3 separate regions of the Rattus norvegicus genome follow, and all the other regions are linked to region 1. Evidence: chromatin contacts called from public Hi-C data. All regions are on one chromosome and are shown on one strand. The core of a region is the stretch at or near the end of the contact, and the rest is flanking DNA. Distances in the headings are between cores, read along the strand shown. Region 1 holds the start of Fam91a1 (family with sequence similarity 91, member A1). Region 2 holds the start of Fbxo32 (F-box protein 32). Region 3 has its middle 34 kb from the start of Ntaq1.

Region 1 (4,435 bases), core at 1,423-3,922:
CATTGTGTTAAACAACGAATGCTTGATATTAGTAAACTATAGAAAATTTCTGAAAACAATGGCCTGACCTACATTTTTTTCTCCCTGTGCTAGGAATGGAACCTAAGACTCTGTACATGCTCAGCCCCCATCTACAGCTTTTTTATGTACCTTCTAGAGTCTGGTGTGACCCACAGAACTAAACACATTTCTCCTCATCTCATCCACACTGGGGCAGGAGGAGGGGACTTAGTTGATCATGAGATTTTTTTTTTTTTTTTTTGATCCAAGTCTCCTTCCTCTAACTTTTCAGAACTGGGAAATGAGTCAGTTCTGAATTAAGCCCACCAAAACTTACTGGAAATCATCATACCAACATACTTAGAATTTACAATACCAAAAGACACATTCTTCCTATACATTGTGCCAAACAATGAATGCCTACTATTAGAAAATTACAGAAAAGTCCTGAAAATATTCTTTCCATATCATAAGGAAATTCCCACTTTTAATACAGTTGTGATTTTTATAGCCTTTTAGGCGTCACCTCAAACCAATGCCTCATTACCTCTAACAAACAGCTACTAAAAGCCAACGTTTAGGGTGCACAGATACTTAGGGCGCAAACCCTAACTCAGAATCTAAGCAGAAAAGGCAGCCTGGTGAGGTGATAGCTGTGGTGCGTGAGGGGTGACAGCACAGGGACAACACGGCTGAGGGCAGTGACTCTGGACTGGAGGGTTAGGGAATCTCTAAGAGACATCTGAGAGACAATCAAAAGAAGCTATAAAAGGCAGCTACTGCCAGTAAGAGGACTGGGCTTGCCTCAGCACCTCAGTCCATGCTCCAGGGCAGTGTGGAGAGGATGAGAAGGCCCTGCGCTGAAGATAAGAAACCACACAGAAGGGTGATATCATCTAAAGTGGACCTTAACTTCAGGAAACCATGGAAAGGCTGGAGGTCTGCAGAAACAAATGTGTACAAAGGCCTTATTGAGCCTAACACAAAAGAACTGGGCCTTTCAGTGGTTTTACACGCAAAAACTAATCAGTTTATATCTGGACTTAAGTTTTAGCACTGTCCTATTATTTAGTAAGAGCAATTAAGTTTGAGGAGGCTTTTGCCAATACTAATAGAATCAATTATTTAAGTTGGGTATAAGCTATTTAAAAAGGAAATAAAGGACTATTTATTCTACTTGTCTTCAAATATGTCTCAGAACATATTTGTCTAAAGGACAAAAAGTGCCAACCTCATTCAAACTTAAGAGGAACTTATTTCCAAAGAGTTAGACTTTTTTTCAAGTTTCAGAAACCGAGAAACTTGACATCTTTGACATTCTAGAGACCTTTGTCCCTGAAACACACCTTGCTATTATCTAGGATTCTGGTGTCTTAAAAGTATTTTGTCATGTGATGTTCACCAGACCCTTAACTCATCCCCTAGAACTAGGACTCAAAGTGAACCACAAGAATCATAAAACCATTATCACCGCCATTCCATACTTTTCAAAAGCATATCTGCTGCCTATCACCAAGAGAAACCAGAAATCAGTGGAACTGAACGAGAAATGGAGGGCAGAGAAACGGTGCCTTGAATGTGGCACACGCATCAAGGCCTTCGTAAGAGTTCAAACCACCTGTCTTGTTCAGTACTTTCATGAGTCTATTTACTCTGTCTCTGATAAAACAGACTCTCCGTGGAGACAGGATCGTTGTCTGAGTGCTGCAAACTATCTACATCCAAAACCAGGCATACAACTAGTAGGTGCTCAATAAATGCTGCTGAGTAAAACTACCATTCACCATTAGATTTAAAAAATAAAATAAAATAAAATAACCCTCAGGTCATGCTCCCGTTGACACATTCTTTACAAAACCAGCCTGTCTAAAGGACGAAGTCCGACAACTCAAAGCACACATACCCTTTCAAATCAGACCTGACTACCCTGCCAACCTCAGCAGATATTACTCTCACGCATTCAGCCGACACTTCCAAATGCATCGAAACACATCTCCGAGCCTTGGTGATGTCTGGAGACGTTCTTCCCCCTCCTTGGGGGAGGAAGGGCTTCGTCCCTTATCTTATTAACTTTTCTTGGTCTTCCAGAGCCAACTTTAAATGCTTCCAGTTACACATGCAACTCTAAATGGGCAACTTAACCTCCAGATACGCTACAGAGGAGGAACGTTTGAACTGTCTTGTACTGCCTTCTCCCACCACTCTTAAGTTTGGGGTCCGGGGGCTTTATTTTAGATCGTAGGCGCCTGGCTTATATAGAGTCTGCGGGCTGAGGTACCAAGAGTTCATTCAGCCTTCTTGGGAGACAGCGCACGCCCAGTTTTCCCGAGCCCTCCACGGTCCGCAGGTCAGGCGACACCGAAGCGGGGAGGAGCCATACCTGTTTCACGTTAGTTGGCAACTTGCTCCAAGGATAATTGTGCCGGATGTGGAACTCAACGTCGATGTTCATGATGCCGGAGCCCAGGCCCGCAGTGGCCGCGGCTCCCACGCCGCCTGCCGCCCGCGAGCGCCCGGCCCGTCAGTGGAGCCCGCGGGAGGCCGTACGTCTACGCCGCACGAGCCCGGCGCCACCCCATGGCCAGGCCTCCACAGCTCCGCGCGGCGCGGGCCACGGGGCACAGTGGCGGGGACTACGACCCGTGCCTCAGCAGCTTCAAGTTTCTTCCTAGTTTCGGCCTGCCGGAAATGGCTCTTTGCCGACGTCACTTCCGCTCACTGGCCTGCGGCCGAGTGGAGCTCCGCCCCCCAGCACGTGGTTGAGCCGCGCGAGGAAGGCGGGACCCAGAGACCCTCGGGAGCCGGGTTAGTTGCGCCTGCGTGTAACAGAGGCTCTGATCTGCACCGCTGAGCTTGTGTGACTCAGTTTCCCGAATATGTGTCCCCAGTGGCTCTGGACAGGCGGCTAAAGGCACGGCGGTCGGTTGTCTTAGCAAAAACGCTGCTAATGGAAGAACCACTCTCGCCACCCTGCCGAACAAAACAAGGTCCCGGAGAACTCGAGTGTGCCCGTCCCCCAACCCCCACCCATTGACCTAGAGTCGCTAGCGGCGTCATCCCTTCCAACCATTGGCTGTATCCTGGGAATGGAGAACGTTGGACTCCTTCCAAGATCCAAATTCTTAAAATGTGGGGATTTGAGGTGCAGAAATTTTAACTAGCTTCAGTAGCTTTTTAAACACGGAACTCGGGTTGATATTCGTACAGCTCTCCTGAGGTCTTTGGGAACAGTTTCTTCCAGAGTGTATTGTGTTTCCTAAGCAAGCTCATTTAACTGCAAGACACAACTTCCGTGTTTCTTTGTCAAGTTTTCATTTTAAAGCAATGTTTTTAAGTCATGTTTCATTATACACTACTGATAACAAACTGAAAACATTTAAGATGTTTAATCTATACCTCAACAACTAGCAAGTCTGAGGCATACCATTATATCTAATTAGTTGAATATTATAGTACACACGGCTCTTACATAGGTGTGTTGTTCTGGTTAACCAATTGCAGGAGCTTCGTACCCTATTGAGACCCTCCTTAACATAGCTAAATAGTACTGAACCCCAACAAAGTAGCAGAATTCAAAAGTATGACCTGCCTACTATATATCAATCTCTTGCTTTGCAATAGATTCTTATCTCTCAACATTCGGTGAAACATTGCTGCTGCTACTAGCCCTAGCAGAAGAAGAAAGCGAGGTTGGCAAGGTTACATGACTAGTTCACAAGATCGCTCAAGTTTGACAGAGCCCATGGGCTTTTACTATTTATTATTTTATGTCTGAGTGTTTTGTCTACATGTATGTGTAGTGTGTGCACTACCTGTGTGCCTTGTGCCTTCAGAGGCCAGAAGGGGGCATCAGATATCAGGTGCCCAGAAGTTGGATTTCAGACAGCTGTTAGCTTCCATATGAAGGGTAAACCAAGACCCTCTGCAAAAGCAGCAAGTGACTTCAGCTGCTGAGTCAACTGTCCAGGCCCAGCCCAAGGCTGTTTATTAGAACCACCTTTTGAATTCCTCAGGGGTAACCTTCACAGAAATATTCTGCCTCCTTCTCCAGTTTAGGAAAATTCACTTAGAGTTAGTGACATAAATCACCCCCTTACATTTTTCATAATTCTGCATGTGGAAAAAATTATTCTTCAAAATCTTTTTTATCTAGTATAATGTAAGTAACAAGAAAATTAAGGACATCATTTTAAAATCCCCACAAATTTTTATTTCAACTGCTAATAACAGTTAAACTGGCCTGAACCTATCCATCCTTTTTCTATTTCAAATAATAAATCTAATTTGAACTCAACCGAAACTAGTAATGGTGAATGGATGCCTGCTAAATCAGTACAGACCTTTGAAAATCTTAGCCATGGTGACCTGTAAAGGCTCTCAGTATGTAGCCCCCAAAAGCAGACTTTTGAAGGAGGAAATAGCATTAGGTCAAAGC
Region 2 (4,758 bases), core at 637-3,136, 200 kb after region 1:
TAGGGAGATGTCATAAGACCCAAAAATTAACCGGCAAGCCCCACCAGCCCAAAGACAAGGACTAGGTAACTTCTTGAAATGCTGGGAGTTGTAGTCCTTGGAAAATAACAAAAGTCACATGAGAAAATATGATGGCCTTAAAAGCCTCTGTAACACGCGTCTAGGAGCCGCTAAACTGGGAATTCTGGAGAGAGGTCCTGACCAAAATTCATCCTGGTCAGTATTTAATTAAAGCTTGCTTCAAATTTGCCTCATCATGGTGGAATTGTTTGTTTGTTATTTTGATTTTGCTTTTTGTGCAAAACAGAATTAACAATGTCTCCATGAGCACAGTGCTTGATGAGCAGTCATGAGGGCCTGAGTTCAGATCCCCAACACCCACGTAAACAAACAAAAACAAACAAACCCATTAAAGCACCTATATCTTTATTCTAGTGCTGGGAGAAAAAAAAAACGAAGAATCTAGGGGTTCATTAGCCTGCCGGTGTAGCCAACAGCTAGCTCTAGGTTCAATGAGTCTGTCTCAAAAATAAATTAGAGTAAGGCCAAAAGCGAACAAGGAAGACACCTGACATTGACCTCTGGTCTCCACATGCGCCCAAATGCACACACACTCAGAGGAGGGAGACAGACAGGATGGTTATGAACGGCCAATTCTGACCCTGGTGGTAAGGCTGAGATGTCTCTAGAATAAAGGAGGGGGGGCTATGTTCTGCATGCCAGAGAGGATCGCTCTGAGTTGAGAAGCCGTCATAAGTCCCTAGGTAATCATAGACTTAACCCCCTCTGAGGACCCGACAGCCTTTCACCTGAAAACCAGAGTATCAGCCAGACAGGCAACCCCCTCGTGCTAGGAGAGTTAAGTACATAACAGGCTCTCTTCCCTGTCTGAAGTGGACATGAAACCCAGGAGGATTTTATAGCTAGAAGCCAGAGGACACCAGGAATTGAACTGGGTAAAGGAAAAGAGAGGAGGGTTCCTGTAGTTCCACAGGATAAAAGCCCAGCCCTGGGGCATGAGAGCCCCTGGGGCATGAGAGCAAGCACAGTGAGCATAGCCAGAGACTCCTTCCGGACTCCGGACTCCGGCCCTGGAGGGTTAGTTCTGGGCCCGGCGCCTTGACGCCAGCGCTGCCTCCTCAGGGTCCCTCAGAGTGGGACCTAAGACTATCTCAGTTCTTCACTTCCACAACATGGGGTCTAGACTCCTCGGGGCCTCTTTTTCCCCCTCCTTTGCCACTGGGGGAGTCGAGTTTGACAGCAAGCGCATCAAATGTCAGCTTTAAGGCGGAAGGGGTGGGGGCAGTCCCTCCCCACTCCTGCCGTACTGGATCCCCTCTTTCACTTAGCACACCCTGGCGCCTGGAGTTGGTACTGGCAGTGAAAGAGGTTCACAGACTGCGCCCCTAACCAGCCCCAGACGCTCTGACCTCCCCCAAGGCTGATCTGCCAGCAAAGATCGGTCCCGCCGTTTCCAGACCCCCTGGGACTGACAGTTCCGAACTTTCTATGTCTGTTTCCTGGTTGCACCTAGTTTGTCCGGGACCCGTAGGGGGGGACGTAGTGCTGAGTGCAAAGCCAGGATCTTAGTGAAGGCAGCTACGCCCGACAGGGGAGTAGGGGAGGTGCAAGAGGTGCCAGGGCACCGAGGGTCAGCGGGACATCTGGCCTAGCCAGGCAGCTTCAAGTTTCCACGGGCGCAAGGTTGTGCAACTGCGAGCAGAGCGAGAGCCGCGGGCGCCTCGGAAAACAAGGCGAGCCCATAAACAAAGCCACGTGGCCTCGGGGCGCAGGGGGGGCCGGGCTAAGAGCAGGAGGCTCTTCCGGCAACAAAGAGACGGGGCAGCGGCCCGGGATAAATACTGCGCTCCGGCAGCCGCGCAGCATTCCCGAAGTCAGGACGCGACACGCGACCCTCCTCAGCGCCTGATCCCCTGCCAGTGCAAGGACCCTCGCGCCCACCCAGGACCCGCAACCCTCCACATCAGTTCCCCGACTCTTGTTCCAGTTGCCGCCTGCGTTCCCTAGCGTCTTCCCAGAGCGGCGCATCCCCTGGGCAAGCCAGGCCGGTTCCTGGCTGTCGATCCGTCCTATCCGTCGGTCGCGTCCGCTCTCGGTACCATGCCGTTCCTTGGTCAGGACTGGCGGTCCCCGGGCCAGAGCTGGGTGAAGACGGCGGACGGCTGGAAGCGCTTCTTGGATGAGAAAAGCGGCACCTTCGTGAGCGACCTCAGCAGGTGAGGACTTCCACAAAACCGATCTTAGCTGTTGGGGGGGGGGGGGGGCAAGGGGGAGGTGCGCACCTCAGGGGCAGGTGAAGAAGGGCAAGCAGCTCTGGGCCAGAATAAAGTAGGGGCTTCCGGCTGAAGGGATAGGAGTGAGGGGCCGGGATTTCTGCAAAGGTCACCAGAATGTGAGAGATGAGTAATTTAGTGTCTCCTACTGATCAAGATCAGTGTCACCCAGAAGAAAAGATTCCATACAGAACCTGGTACCCCTCAATCTGGCAATCGGGGATTATGTTCCTAAACACTTGAACACAGGCGCACAACTCACAGACTCTTCCTTTAGATCCCAGAATCGCACAGTTACTGCTTTAAGCGGTTGCTAGCGACTTGACTGTTTGCCTTTCACTGTCCTGTGACAGGACCCAAAGAGTACAAGAACCGTAGTAGTCACCAGCCGGATGATGGGATTGGTCTTGAGCCCTACCCTGAGTGCATGAAGTCTCTTCCCACGCACAGGCGACGGCTGAGTGGGCCGAGAAAAAAAAGAGTAACTGGGAGGGGCAGAGGATGAACCCTGGGACAACAGCCCTCCTGGGCAGACTTGTGGAATGGGTCTTTGGGGTAAAGCTTAGGGGCTACTGAGGGAGGCAGGAAAGAAATGCGAGAACAATGCTCTGCTTCAGGAAGGCCCAGACACTTGCACCTGTTTCCTCCTTAGCCCTTTCCAGTCAGTCTTTATACGGTGAGCACACTCCCCTCCTTAGTGGTGCTTGCCAGCCGCAGAAAGACCACCCAGACTTGAAGTCTCACCTGAGCTCTGTCATCTAGTGGAAAATCTGAGGTCACAAGTGCCCACTCATAAATTATGAGGTCGAGAATCAATTCCCAACCTGAACAGCTGACTCCCTGAGACACCTGAGGAACTGGTAGAAGTTTGTTTGCAGTTGAGGTCACCTTTAGGTGCTTTCCCCTCCCACTGTCCTTTGGCTAACACCACACACACACACACACACACACACACACACACACCTGCATCCCTAAGCTGACTTCAGCAGAGACTTCTGTGAGTGGGCCAGGTCCCACTGAGTGAGATTTGCCAATGGTTGTTTGAATAAAGCTTTGGCAATTGTCAAGAAACTGTGGTTATGTGCGCAGCGTGACCTCCACTGTCTCCCATTTGTTTGTGATTTGTAATGCTTGAATTCCCTTTGTCTCTTAATGAGGTGAGACAAATCACTGTACTTGGGGCCTTCCAGGAGAATCAAATACATTAGCCTTGTGTTAGGTTCTTTGAGGAAGTCCCAGAGAAGTTTAGAACACTATAAAGACTATAAAGAATAAAGAAATCTTATTCACAGAAAATCAGATAGTCAATCATTGTCTCACCTGACTGTTTTCCAGCGAATGAAGTCAACAGTTATACCTAATACTTTTTCCTCGACTAAGTGAGTAGGGGATACACCAGAAGCTTTCTCCTCCTTGGAACCAACTATCTTAGGAGCCCGAATCTAATACCCCAGTTCTTTGTTCCTGTATAAAAAGCTTAGGTTTGCTGGGGATTTAGCTCAGTGGTAGGGCGCTTACCTAGGAAGCGCAAGGCCCTGGGTTCGGTCCCCAGCTCCGGGGAAAAAAAAAAAAAAGAAAAAGAAAAAAAAAGCTTAGGTTCTTTCCAGGGTGACGATGCAGGGGTCCAGCCCACTGCATCACAATGACTTGTCCCACTAAAACAGGATAACAGCCCACTGTGTTTCAGCAAGCTGGGAACTAAAATGGAGAAATCCCAGTTCATCTGGTCGCTCACTCCATCCTTGCTCCAGGAGACAGAAATAGGGACACCTCACTCTCCCTAATCCAAAAGATCTGAAGAGGAGTTAAACCTGCCTCTGAGGCCTGGTGGTGATGGAGGCCTTTAATCCCTGTACTTGGGAGGCAGGGGCAGCTGAATCCCTGAGTTCGAGGCCAGAGTTGAGTTTCAGGACAGTCAGGGCTACACAGAGAAACCCTGTCCTTTTGTCCCTCCCTGATCCCCTTTCTTTTCTTGAGTGTCACACCTGTGAGCTGAAGCTATCACTCTCAGTCATCATGGTCCCAACAGTGATCAATACCAAAGCCACCTGCGGTTCTCTGCTGAGTCACAGTTGAGGAATGATTTGGTCATCTGCCTCAGCAAAGCAGCTGACTGTCTGCAGGGGATTTTCCCCCCCAGCAACCATAAACAATGCCCTCCTTCCATAGCAGAAGAGCCTGCCAACTTCTCAAAAGCAGTGGCCTTCTGAGTCTGGGTTTGTGATCTCAGATAGCTCTCTGTTTTCCGTCTTGGTTTTCCTGTGATGTAAGGTTTGGGCCCAGTGCCTGACTGCACAGGTGAGCTTGAATGGCCTCTTATTCTAAGAAAACAAAAGGCAGGTCCTTCATAAAAGAGGGTGAGTGACTGTAAACTGAACTACTGAGGCTTCTCTAATTCCATGCACCGTCCTGAAAGTTGCCCAGCAAGAGTGAAGAATAAAGGCGTCGTCTGGTGAGATTATTG
Region 3 (4,773 bases), core at 116-2,615, 250 kb after region 1:
ATGGGATCTGATGCCCTCTTCTGGTGTTTCTGAACTGTCTACAGTGTACTCATAGACATAAAATAAATAAATCTTTTTAAAAAAATAGAAAAAAATAGTAAAGAAGGGATGAGGACAGATGATGGAGAGTAACAAAGGCTCCTCTTCTCTGAGAAGGGGACAGGCATTGGGGGAGGGATTAGTAAGGGTGGGACTGGGAGGAGGAAGGGGGGCGTGACGGAGATGTAAGGTGAATTTTTAAAAAAATGATAATGGAGTGTAAACGAGACCATATATAGTTTGTATATATAAAATGCCATAACGAGACCTACTATCGTATGCTAACTGGAAATTTAAAAAAACGATACTCTGCAATCAGATGTACACAACCCAAATACTATGACACTAAACACACTTACTGAATCAGCTTCTCTGCGCCCGTGTTCTCATGCACTACATCGGGTAAAAGCAGCAAGTGCTCAGAGGACTGCTGGGCAGACGGAATGAGTAAAGTTCCTAGGCAGGCGTGGTGCACGCACCTCTAATCCCAACACTGAGAAGGCAGCGGCCAGCAGATCTCAGTGAATTAAAGGACAGTTGGTCTCCATAGTGACCTCCAGCACAGTCAAACTACACAGAGAGACCCTGACTCCAGGAGAAACAAAACAACAAACAAACAAACCTAGAGGAAGAGGAAGAGGGGTGAGAAGGCAAACAGGTAGGCACCCGAGACAGTAAATTGAGACTTCAATCAATGCAGAAGCTATTCACTGCTTTTGTTTTGGGTGGTCCGAGCATGGTAAATGCCTGATCTTCTAGATTCTGCTAACTGGGTTCTGTTTCCTGTCACATCTTTGAGAGGAGGAAGCTGAGGCCTGGGGAACAGATACAGCTCAGTCAGAAGCACTCAGTAGCAGTGGGAGTCATTTAAACTGAGCCTATGCACGCCCAGTCTCCTTGAATGACCTGTCTTGCTGGGCCCTCCTGGGAATGCAACCCCTTTTTCCAAAGTAGCGACTGATAAAACATTGTCCTACATTAACTCACAACTCAGCAATCTGGCTCTGACTTTAAAAACATTTCCATGAATTTTTAGATCCAAATCCAAATTAGAAAAGGCCTAACTTCATTTTAGGGTCCTGAACATGTACTGCGACAAAGGGGCCATCCTGGCACACTGGTTCTCCAACCCTGCATCCTGCTCTTCTCAGATCAAAACAGCTGCCCCTCATCCAGGCTGCTATTGGAACTGGATGCCACAGCCTCCAAAGGTGAATTTCTGGTCCTCAAAGTAAACACTGTGCCTGCTCATGGTGATTGTACAACCATCCCAACCCCCAAAGAATGCTGGTTTACAGCTGCTCTCCTGTAGGCTAGATAGGAAAACGTGGACAATAGCCCCATCTGCCTGTGAAATAGAAGCACTCTCGAAAAAAGCAGCCAACACCTGTGAAGAAGCCATGCAAAACATCCATTCCTATTAAATAATCAGACTCAGGCTACCCTGACTGGAACATGGCTGTGGCCTCAAAAATAGCATTGTCCCTACTAACACTTTTACGTTTAGTTGTATCATTTCCCTATTTATAATGTTCAATAGTTTAAATGAGTGAACTCTTGGTTTTGTTTTTCCTCCCTTTCTTCCCCTTCTCCCTCTACCTCCCCCAACTTTTATCTCCTTTTTTTTTTTTTTTCCCAGTGCTAAAGATCAAGCCCAGGACCTTGCTAGTACTAGACTCTATCAGGGGATACCTCCCAAGATGTATTTTCCTACTCTTTCTATACTCAGTTTGCAACTATGTATCATAGGATTTGTAACTCATCGATGAGGATGCCCCCTGATCGTCACCATGTATACTCACTTCACTGATCCTAGGATCACCTCCGAATCTTTCAGTCCCATCTGCAAAGTCAGCCTTGCCGGTTACAGTAACATCTTCATATGCCAACCTACAAGGAGGTCTTGAAGATCTAAGGACGCTCACTGCCTGTTGAAGATCCCCAGCGTTAATGACCTTAGCTAATTACATCAACTATCTCCCCTGCAGCTTCTCCTAGCTCTGTCCATACCGTCACTCCACTTGTTAAACTCTCTTCAACTATCCAACCGGGGTCCTGGTTTTCTTCCAGAGACCAGGTTGTACCCTGACCTACATTCCCAGCTTCAGTAGTCTTTAGGTCCCACATAAAGACTGGTCTTGCCAATCTCTCCAGTTGACAAACCTTTCTTGTGGGCTCGGTATCCAAATTGCCCAGTATAAGGAGGAAGGCTAGAATCCCCTCATCCTGCTACATTCCAGCCATAGTCACCCTCATGCAGGTCTTTGAATTCATCAAGTTCTTACCAATCTCTGAGCCTTTGTAGAGTCCCTTCTTCCTAAGCCCTTTCTCCATACTAAATGTCACCTACTTAAAGATGACATCTACCACTTCATCACATGAAGTAAAATCTGAATGCACACCCATGGTTCAACTTTATTGTTTTATAGTTTAATTCTTTTATAATGCCACTTAACTTACGTAACTACTTGAGTGGCTATTTTTTTTAATGTATTCTCTACTTGACTGCTAGTTCCTTGAGCAAAAGAAATGTGTCCCAACAGTCTTTGGGTGGCTCTTACAGAAGCATTTGTTACATATTTTGTGCAGCTATGTCTTAGACTGCTAGAAGCAATAGTTAGACTTTATTTTAGAGTGAGCCAATTCCCGCTGCTTATGAACTGCTAACCACCTATAACCACCACTGTATTTCTGTCATATCGCATGCAAAACTTTGAGTACAAAGACATTTCAACAGATATTTAGGAACTCCGAACACATGCCTCTTTCACAGGACAAAGATGAAAATCATCTCAACACTGATCTGTGTAAACACTAATGGGATTATAGACTAAGCACTACGATAAGTTACTGTAACTTTCTCATTACTTCTCACAATAGCCCTATAATCACAGAGGACACTGTCCTCCTTTCCTTCTCTGTTGCTGTGATAAACACCATGACCAAAACTCAGCTTGAGGAGGAAAGGGTTCATTTAAGCTTATAACCCCCAGATCATGGTCCAGCATTGAAGGAACTCAGGCAGGAACCTAGAGAGAGGAGCTGAAGCAGTGACCATGTGTGGAATGCTGCTAACTGGCTTGCTTCCCATGGCTTGCTCAGCTTGCTTTCTTGTGTAACTCGGGACTATCTGTGTGGTAGTGTCACCACCTACCATGTGCTGGGCTCTCCCACATCAACTCTTAAGAAAATGCCCTACAGACATGCCCACAGGACAGTCTGTGGAGGAAGTTCCTCAGCTAAGTTCCTCCCTTCCCAGATGACCACGGTTTATATCAAACACTACCTAGGACATGATACTATCTCTGATAGTTATTTTGATTATCAGCTTGATAGTGAGGCATGTAGATTAGTAAAACACACCCCCAGATCTGTCTGTAGGAGTCTCTCCAGAAACCATTAGCTCTTGAGGAACTGACCTAATGAAGGGAACCGTCCTTGGGTGGAGTCATAAACTAGCATAGTCAGGATGTGACGAAAGGTGAGAGGCAAGGACTAGCTGGAAAAAATAGATCACTGAGAGTATGTTCTTGGGGAACATATCCTGCCCTGACCTCTTGCTGCCTTCCTCTTTCTCTGCTTCCTGCTATTATGACATGAACTACTCTTGACCTCCCTGCCATAATGAACTGATACCCTGGAAAGAGAGCTGAAAATTTCTTCTCTGAAACTGTTTCTGTCAAGTCTTTGTCCAAAAATTAATACACCAACTAAGAACATAGATTCTAGAATTATGATTTAAATGCACATGCTAGGGCTATTACACTTGCAAAGTCAACCTTAACTTCCCTTTCTTCAGCTAGAAAATTAGTGGGTGGAATGGGGGTGGGCAGAGCAACCTCTCAGAGGCAAAGGGGAAGGGGGATGGGGAGAACTCTGGGAAGGGGGAATAGGAGGGGGGGTCAACATTTAGAATGTAAATAAATAAAATAATTAAATTTTTAAAGTCAGGAAAAAAGAAAGAAAATTAGTATTATAGTGGTAACCACAGGTTATGATCATTGCAACCTGCGTCCTAGTTAGCATTGTCACTGGACACAGCTCAGAATCACCTGGAAAATAGTCTCAATTGAGTAAGTGGTTTTATCAGGTTGTTCTATGGGCAACTCTGTGATGGAGTGTATTGGTTATTAGTGGATGTAGAAGGCACAGCCCACTGTGAGCAGCACTATCCCCTACACAGGAGGACCTGGGCTGTATAAGAAAGCTAGCTAAGTGTAAGCCAGCGAGTGGGCAAGCAAGCAGCATTCCTCCATGGTTTCAAGGTCATGCTTGAGTCTCTGCCCTGACTTCCCTCAATGATAGGCTGTGGCCTGGAAGTGTAAGCCAAACAAACCCCCTTTCCTTCTGTCAGTTGTCTTGGGGCAGTGCTTTATCACAGAAACATAAACAGCATGATGTAATAATGTAACACTTAGGGTTAGCTCAATGCTTGGCACACAGAAAGTGCCCCTGTGACGTTAGTTACCTAGTTTCAAACTGCTCTTCAAGGACCTTCTGATGGACTTACAGCATCACACTGCATCCAGCCCAGAGAATGAGTCAACAAGCTCAGTAGTCCTTGAGGAGTTCAGAGTCAATCTGCTATGAACTCATCCTTGGAATCCAGAAGCAGCCGGCAAATGTATTTCTACAAACAACCATGTTCAGTTTATGGTCCAAGCACCACCATTAAATCACGTTCTCATTTCCCTTTTTGAAATAGCTATCTGTGTTCTCTGAGAGAGGCCCTGA

The links. Hi-C and Micro-C count contacts between places; a contact is called where the count stands out from the background.
Region 2: a Hi-C map of the A7r5 cell line shows a contact between it and region 1, with 2.5 times the contacts expected there. The contact joins the promoter of Fbxo32 here to the promoter of Fam91a1 in region 1. A contact is called at or near these places in 9 of 12 Hi-C or Micro-C datasets (the A7r5 cell line, Schwann cells, frontal cortex and 6 more).
Region 3: a contact with region 1 is called in a Hi-C map of psoas muscle, with 3 times the contacts expected there. The contact joins the enhancer-like site here to the promoter of Fam91a1 in region 1. A contact is called at or near these places in 10 of 12 Hi-C or Micro-C datasets (the A7r5 cell line, the Rat2 cell line, frontal cortex and 5 more) and 1 of 1 datasets of contacts at active chromatin or transcription factors (oligodendrocytes).

The regions. Positions count from the first base shown.
Region 1 is chr7:91,857,317-91,861,751 of GRCr8, reverse strand. Fam91a1 (family with sequence similarity 91, member A1) reads right to left here and starts at 2,672. Exons shown (of 24, transcript NM_001127578.1): 1 at 2,381-2,672. The coding sequence starts at 2,452. It overlaps LOC134479911 (a long non-coding RNA gene), which reads left to right and starts at 2,691. Exons shown (of 2, transcript XR_010053804.1): 1 at 2,691-2,805.
Region 2 is chr7:91,651,619-91,656,376 of GRCr8, reverse strand. Fbxo32 (F-box protein 32) reads left to right here and starts at 1,886. Exons shown (of 9, transcript NM_133521.2): 1 at 1,886-2,237. The coding sequence starts at 2,122.
Region 3 is chr7:91,605,408-91,610,180 of GRCr8, reverse strand. No RefSeq gene overlaps it. Among named protein-coding and RNA genes, the nearest start is that of Ntaq1, 34 kb to the right of the region's middle. Within about 2 kb of position 1,365, at least 5 of the 93 cell types and tissues checked have an H3K27ac peak or open chromatin away from gene starts, as enhancers often do.